3 separate regions of the Lactuca sativa genome follow, and regions 2 and 3 are each linked to region 1. The links are chromatin contacts, called in public Hi-C maps. All regions are on one chromosome and are shown on one strand. The core of a region is the stretch at or near the end of the contact, and the rest is flanking DNA. Distances in the headings are between cores, read along the strand shown. Region 1 holds the start of LOC111887240 (zinc finger transcription factor YY1). Region 2 holds the start of LOC111887230 (cyclin-D1-1). Region 3 holds the start of LOC111887222.

What was found. A called contact is a pair of places that touch in the nucleus more often than the background predicts.
Region 2: a Hi-C map of leaf shows a contact between it and region 1, with 6 times the contacts expected there. The contact joins the promoter of LOC111887230 here to the promoter of LOC111887240 in region 1. A contact is called at or near these places in 2 of 4 Hi-C or Micro-C datasets (bud and leaf).
Region 3: a contact with region 1 is called in a Hi-C map of seed, with 4 times the contacts expected there. The contact joins the promoter of LOC111887222 here to the promoter of LOC111887240 in region 1. A contact is called at or near these places in 2 of 4 Hi-C or Micro-C datasets (leaf and seed).

What each region holds. Positions count from the first base shown.
Region 1 is chr4:11,912,440-11,915,139 of Lsat_Salinas_v11, forward strand. It overlaps LOC111887240 (zinc finger transcription factor YY1), which reads right to left and starts at 1,291. Exons shown (of 6, transcript XM_023883406.3): 1 at 968-1,291; 2 at 232-290; 3 at 1-150. The coding sequence starts at 1,053.
Region 2 is chr4:11,596,017-11,598,716 of Lsat_Salinas_v11, forward strand. LOC111887230 (cyclin-D1-1) reads right to left here and starts at 1,327. Exons shown (of 6, transcript XM_023883397.3): 1 at 898-1,327; 2 at 350-439. The coding sequence starts at 1,143.
Region 3 is chr4:11,538,792-11,541,491 of Lsat_Salinas_v11, forward strand. It overlaps LOC111887222, which reads left to right and starts at 1,409. Exons shown (of 4, transcript XM_023883391.3): 1 at 1,409-1,754; 2 at 2,282-2,362; 3 at 2,659-2,700. The coding sequence starts at 1,456.

The DNA of each region.
Region 1 (2,700 bases), core at 41-2,540:
AATGCTTCCTTAAAGCTCCAGCATCAATGAAAGTTTTTCCACAGCCTTCATAACTGCAAAGAAAAAGAACTTCAGTTGTTGGTTCAGGTTCAGGTTCTACAGCCTCCATCTCTTTTGACTTTTCTTCATTCATGGCGTTTAATTGAGACTCTACAAATATGAGAATTCTAATATTAAATAGATTTAATGATGTTAGAATGAAAGATTTAACATAAAGATGTAATTACTAACCTGTGACCCATTTCATAACAAAGCATTTGCCACCTGTTGACACGACATCTTGTGGTACCCTAGATAAATAATGATCAGATTAGTACCAGTGTTATGAATCTTGAAGTTGTCATAATCATTTTTTGATGGTGTTGAGTGTTAAGAAAATTTTCACTGTTTAGTGTCAAACTGATTACGATAAATAATCAGGTAAGTGAATTAGTGAAATACTGAAAGTAGAAGTAGGTCTTTAGATGATGAAAAGGGGGAGTTGTTTTAGTGAAAAAAAAAAAAATAAGGCATCAGGAGATGTAAAGGGTAAGCGCTCGTTGTTGTTGGGAGATGACTACGGCATTTAAACAAACAGGTGGAGTGCAATGGATAAACCCTAATACCCTAGAAAATTTGATGGCCATCAACCACAAAAATTAATCACAAAATATCCGCATTATTCATAATGGCAAGCTCGAAGCTGAATCATAACTTGGTTCTACCGATCTTGGTAGTTGTAAGCACAAATTCATCTTTACCAAGAAAATAAAAATGGGGCAATGCTGTAAATGCTGTAATTACTTCAAACCCATATAAAGGATCAAGTATATCTCTCGTATCGACATGAATGAAGCTGTCTCAGTTTTACCCCTTTCGATTTCCACCAACACTGATCAATTAGGTCTTGCGAATCAATCACATTCACATAATCATACACTACATAAGATAATTAAAGGACAGAAGGAGAGGCTTTTTTATTACTTACCATTCTTTGAACCACTTAACAGTGGGAGTTTTAGACTTGATGAAATTCCGCCGTTCGAAGGGGTTGTGATATGAGTGATGATCCATTAATGCAGTCGTCTTGATGGGGTCTTGTTCTGCTAATTGAGCTGAACCCAATGGTTTGATTACATAGAAATTAGGGTTTCGAGCACATAGGTTGTTCTCGAATTTGGATGGGAAATTAGAAATGAGTCGGCGATTGAACGAAGTCGTGAAAACACTGACAGTGGCAGGGAATTCTGGACTCCGGCGAGCAGCAAGAAAACATTGCGAAAAAGGGGAAACCGTTTCTGACACGTCTAATGGAATTTTTATTTTTATTTTTATGTTTGTTTAATTTAATAAAACTAAAATGTTTTTACAAGAGAAAATTCATAAAGTTCACTACTAAAATTACTATAGTTTGATTTTTCTTTTCGATTTAAGCACTAAAATCACTATGCGTTGATTTTTTTTATTTAACCATTAAAATAACTATTGAAAATTTGTTTTAATTTTGATTTAATCATTGAAAGTTTATTTTTTCCCATAGTAACCGTTGTAAGTTTTTTTTTTTTGGTATTAAATAGCAAACACCACTCGGAACAATAATTTTTTGGTTGAGATCAGTGGCGGCCCTAGGGTGGTGCCGGCGGTACGCCGGGCCTCCGATTTTAGAGGGTCTTCGATTTTTGGGATAATTTATAGTTATAGTATTGGTATTTTTGTAAAATCTATTTTTATGTTTTATTAATAAATAAAATTAGCCCGGTAAAATTTGGTTCCAATTTTAGATGCATTTTAATTATTAATAAAATCAACAAAAATCAAAATCTAATCATAAATTTAAAACTCATCAACAATTTAAGGAAAATATCTATATCCAAAAAAATGCAAATCTGTTTTCTTTATAAATTTTAGACAGCATTTTTATATTTTATAAACTCACCAAAAAGTAAGAAAAAATCTCATAGATGAAAGTTTCATAGATGGATTTTCTTTTAAAAATGTTAAAAGGTCGATATCTAGAAAATAGTAATATGCATTATTCTTTTTTTTTTTAAATTGTTTATAACAGTTTTACAGTTTTATTTGATTACCAATTAGTGAAGACATTATTTTGTGGTAGTGAATTTATGAGATGTTTTTTAGCAACTTTATGTTTTGAATTAATGGTAACAAATGTAGTTAATAATATTTACAAGAAATTTTTTATGGCGCCTCACTTTAGTTTTTGCACAAGGTCTCCGAAATATCAGGGCCGGGCCAGATTGAGATGAATAATAAAATAGACTCTTAGTGGTTCTCATGAATAATAAAACAAACTCTTAGTAGTTAAATTGAAAATATATATATATATATATATATATATATATATATATATATATATATATATATATATATATATATATATATATATATATATATTTTGATGTATCAACCGAAAAAAAAAAAATCAAACTATAATGGAGGTTTTTATAGAATTATCCATTTATTCCAATTCTAATTATTATGATTTTGTATTGAGGGATTTTAAATACACCCGGAATAGAAGTCAAAACTACTTGTTGAAAACTATTAATGGTAAGTTAACTAAAAAAATATTAAATGGTCCTTGTGTTTTGGTTTTATTTTCAATTTTGTTTCCTAATTTAAAAATTAATAAATTGTATCCCTATAATTTATGAATATTACATTTTTAGTCCTTGTTTCAAATAAAATCACTAAATTATT
Region 2 (2,700 bases), core at 77-2,576, 320 kb before region 1:
AGGACCAAAAAAAATTGTGATTGCAGGATGCGGTCCCACTGATTAAATCGACTAGTTCACTTCACATGAATCTCATCTGTTGTAAAGTGTGGTTAAATCAATTTTTTAAAGTAGAATATCCGAGAATCTCTCGTAATTAATCACGTAAACTAGTCACTATTCCTTAATGTTAAATTATAAGGCGTCAATATTTACTTTTGAGAGCGTTGTTAAATTATCCTCGTGTTTTCTAGCCAATGATATATTATTATTATTATTATTATTTTATATCATTATGATTAAAAGGAAAAACCGAAAAAGTTTCTGAAATGTTGACGGAGACGATGAACGATGGTTGAGAGAAATTTACCACCGGGAAGCCACGGCAATAGATGAATCGATCCAGGTAGTTCACGGCGAGGTACGCTGTCAACGGCTGAAATCCGTAAAAACGTTGGACCTGTAAAAAGTACACAAAAAAACTCGCTGTAACACCGTAGAGAATATCCGAAAATAATCACACGGTACACATATGGCGGCGCCGATCTCACGTAAAACCACGGATGCGACGGACGGTGGATTTTTTTAGGTAAACGCCTTTCGGCGGATCATGTTAACGCCTCCGGCGCGTGGTTTTAAAATTTACGCCTCCGCTTTTCCAGTAGCAATCATCGATGTATTTTTCAAAAAATGTAAACAGCTGGACATGACTTTTAAATGACAATATCAGGCAAATCGCACTGTAGCGATTTATGTAACTAACTTTTCAATCGTGATTTCTGGCAAGGTTTTCGTGTTTTTCATGATACCGAATCCGATAACTTGAAAATCATTCAAATCAAGCACTTAATACGTAGGTGAATGAAGAGAATGAAGATCGGAATCAAGGTTTTCAATATGTACATATATGTATATTACCTTGAGGATCCATGCAACAGATTCTTCTCTAGCAGATGCATCGAGAACTTGAGATTGAAATCTCTCGACGTAATCGATTCCTGGAACGAACTTTCTCTCCTGCTCTATAAACTCCGCGATTGAATCGTCGAAATCGGCACAATACTCGAAATCATAAGAGCACTCCGGTTGATCCTCGCCTGATAATATTCCAGAGTCCTCACCGCAGAGTAAATCGGAGAAGCAGTCAGAGCACGATAATGACATGATGATCGATATTGGTTGCTCATGCTGTTCTGAACATGTTTCCTAAAGAAACGATCGGTTTTCCGGCAGGTTGAGCTTAAAGACGGCCGGATAGTGGTGGCCGGAGAAGACGACTTGATATATCTAGTATGTCAAATAGGAGTGGTTGTGTGAAAGATCTCTCTATTCAAACGCTTCATCTGACTTCCCTACTTATATATCGGGACTCTATACATTGTTTCTGTATAAAGCTACTTATTTTTGTGTGTATTTGTATAATTATTTTTATCTTATATCTACAACAATAAAATATAAATATTGTTTATGTTTAATCGTTTTCAACTAAATAAATACTTTAAACAATATTATATGGTCGTTGATCATATTAGTTACAAGATAGAATTCACATTCATTTTGGTTATTAAAATTACTTTATATATATATATATATATATATATATATATATATATATATATATATATATATATATATATATATATATATATATATATATATATATATATATACTAATAAAAGAGTAATTGTTTTGTCATGTATCATCATATTAAACCTCTTAATTAACGTGTTGTCACTTGTCAATCTATTATTTCTCCATTTTAAATGTATTAGACATCCTCATTAATGTGATGTTATTTGTCAATATATTTATTCTCTATTTTAAATTTAAATTTAAATTTTCAATTTTATATTATTGTTTTCATTAATTCACAAATAAAAAATGTCTAATATATATTAAAAATTAATTTTACACATTTATTTAAATCATCGATTATAATTTCATATAACTAATAAAAATATCTCTTAATTAATAATTTATTTAAAATAATTGATTAATAATTTTAAATTTTTACTATAAAAATTTAAATTAATTTTATAACCGTGTTTCCACGGGTTATAAACTAGTATATATATATATATATATATATATATATATATATATATATATATATATATATCCCTATTCTAATAAAAGAATAGTTTTAATCTTCTTTTGACATGTGTCATCTTATTAGCCATTTTAATTAATGCATATTTTATTCTACTTTTGACATGTGTCACCCTATTAAGCTTCATAATTAATGCATGCCACTTATCAACTTATTAATTCTTAATTTTAAAATTTAAAATTTAAATTTCTCACTCCAATTACATTAAATTAATAACATTAAAATAAAATTAAAATAAAATTAATACAAATTATAAGGTGATATAATTTCACATATTTATTTAAATTAACGATTATAATTTTATATAACTAAAAAATATCTCTTAATTAATAATTTATTTACAATAATTGATTAATAATTTTGAGTTGTCACTATAAAAGTTTAATTAATTTTGTAACCGTGGTCCTCACGGGTTATAAACTAGTATATATATATATATACTTTTTAGACGCCCTATAAACACTTTTATTAAAAGTCAACTTATAGTAAATTATTTATAATTGACTTCTTCAAAAAACTATGCAAATTCAACCAATAAAAAAACCTTAAAAATCAAATAGGGTGTCTAAATAGAAAAATTATGGTGTTTTTTTAGCCAACCTCATATATA
Region 3 (2,700 bases), core at 159-2,658, 370 kb before region 1:
ACAATAGAAAAATGAATCCAATGGTTGTATTGTTTGGTCTTATTTCCAACAATGATGACTCTCAAGAAAGGAGCCGGTCTGCGCCAATGGAACAAACACCTTTGGTTCACACATGAGGCCTCCCGAAGTCTTGATCATATTATATGGTGCATTTTGTAGTTGTGCAAGTGATCTCAAACATCAAAACCAAATTTTGTTATATTATTAATCAATTTACTTGGTGTGAAGATTTTTAGGGAAGATAGAACGTCAAATTAGCGTATTCATTCTACATCAAATTATGAATTCCTTCGAGATGTTTAATTCTAAGTGATGGACTCGCCAACCTTGTTTCGCCTATTGAACTGGCGTCTGTGATTAAAGTCGATAGAGTGCAAGTGATCTCGATAGGTAGCCAGCTGATTGCAACATAGTAAGACTTGACCAAACAATTGTTCAAACGAACTCGACTCTCGAGTATGTAGCACATCATGGTGGTACATAATGAAGAATACACATAAATACATAATCAAATAGATTGTTAATTCCGATCTCAAAATTGAAGATTTGATGTGGTGAGAGATTGCCTTGCAAAGAAAGTTATCAAACCATGTAAATCACCGGTTTGTGTGGTGTTTTTTAAAAAAAAAAAAATATTTATCGTCGTGTATATGATTATTGGCAAAAAGAACAATATACAAATAGTATTTAGTACAATTGACGTTGCAAAAAGATTTTCAATAGTTAGAAAACCATATGGTTAATTTTAATGACATGGTATGTCATGTGTAAAAACAAATAGAAAGACCAAAAAACCATAATTTTTGGTGGTTTTACTAGCATTATAATATATCTTAACTAGAAAATTTTAGGTTGCTATCTTTGATAGATTGGATGCTACATATAGCTAGTTATTTTCATCAATATATAAAACAATGGAAAATCCATCAAATCTTTGTTACGTGTATTTAACCCCTCTAACAATGGTAATAATGTAAGGGTAGTGGGTATTGATGTGACAAAGGAAGATAGTTGTTGATCCGACGCTCCTGGTATCGGAGGGAACACCACCACCCTCCTGCTAAGTGTATCACACAAAGAAAGTTGAAGCAATCCTCCCGGAAAGTGGGAACAAAGAAGAGGAAAGAAAGCAAGTTGCTGATGTGGTGCTTCCGAAATGCAAGATTAGAACCTGACCCTTTCAGCATGGTGGCTCGGGAGGGAGGCACGACATTGATACATACCATCCATCCTAAGAATTGTTTTTTTTTTCAGCATTGCGATCATATAATATTAAAATCCAGTTTGACAAAAAAATTACTTTCGTAACAAAATTTAAAAAGTAGGAAAAGAGTGAAAACAAAAAGTAGTTTAGGGACCATTCTGCAAAATTATATTTGTAAAGTCTGAAATCAAAAAAGCAAACGGAAAAAGGAAAACCTCAGTTTGCAATTTTCACTTTTCAAGGCGAGAGAGATGGCGATGGATGGGAGCAGCGGAGGTGAAGAATTCGCAGTTGGATGCTTGCTATCGATAAAAACTACTTTTGGAGACGAATTTGAAGGTCAAGTCATAACCTACGATCGCCCTTCTAACATTGTCGTCCTCCAAGAAGGTTTGAAATCGAACCCACAATCACGCCGCAACATTAGGTTACTCAAAGCCAACTACATCAAAGAGTTTTCCTTTTTGGGTCAATCTGATGATCCACTTGATCTCAAGAAATGCTATCTCGATCTCAATTCACTCCAATCTAAAGAAGATGCCGCCGTTAGGTTAGTAAATCGATTTGTCTATGGAATCCCCCGCCATGTGTTTGTAAAATTGTCTCAATGAATTTACCATTCTTCTTTAAAGCCAAAAGATGATACAGAGTTACTTGCAGATTTTACTCGACTATAACAACACTATTAACAGTTTTTATTTTGCTTTAATTAACAAATTCAAATCGATCTTCTTCAAGTATAAATTTAACTACTTTGACATTCAAAATCGAACTCCTTGTTGCTCTTTCTATGGCGGTGGGTTTAAAAAATCTTTCTTTCCGCAAGTGCTTTCCATATTTTTGTGAAATTATTCAAACGAACATGTTAAGAAATCGAGATGGATCGTTTTGTTGGAGTGCCTGCCATGTGTTTTCAAAATCAAATTTCTTTCAATAAGCTTTGGTGGAACATTGAGATGGTGTTTCATTTGAATCATAAGTATTACCTTTTTAAATGCCTACCAATTGTTTGTGAGAATGCTTGAATTACTTGTATTAGCGAGTTGAGATTGATGTATTTTGATTGGATTCTTACAGACAAGCAGAGATAGATGTTGAGAGAATCGGGGTTGGTGTTACTGCAGAGGCTCAGAGCATTTTTGATGCTTTGTCTAAAACGTATGCATCTCTTTTTTCTCATCCCTTTGCTACTCCTTACTTTAATATGTATCTTTGATCCCTATATATTTATTCTATATATCTCCTTTCTTACCTATTCAATTTGTATTTCTAATCATAGTTTAGACCTTAGAAAAGCATGCTGTGATATAGTATTTGATCTTTAATGCTCTTAATACATACTAAAAAAAATTACAAAGTGAAAAGCATGCAATGAGCCTCTTCTTTCTGTATAACTTTTTAAAATTTTAATTGGCATAATACAAATTTATTATTTGTTATTTGGTAAAAAAAAGGCTGCCTGTTCGGTGGGACAAGAGCGTGATAGTGGTGATGAA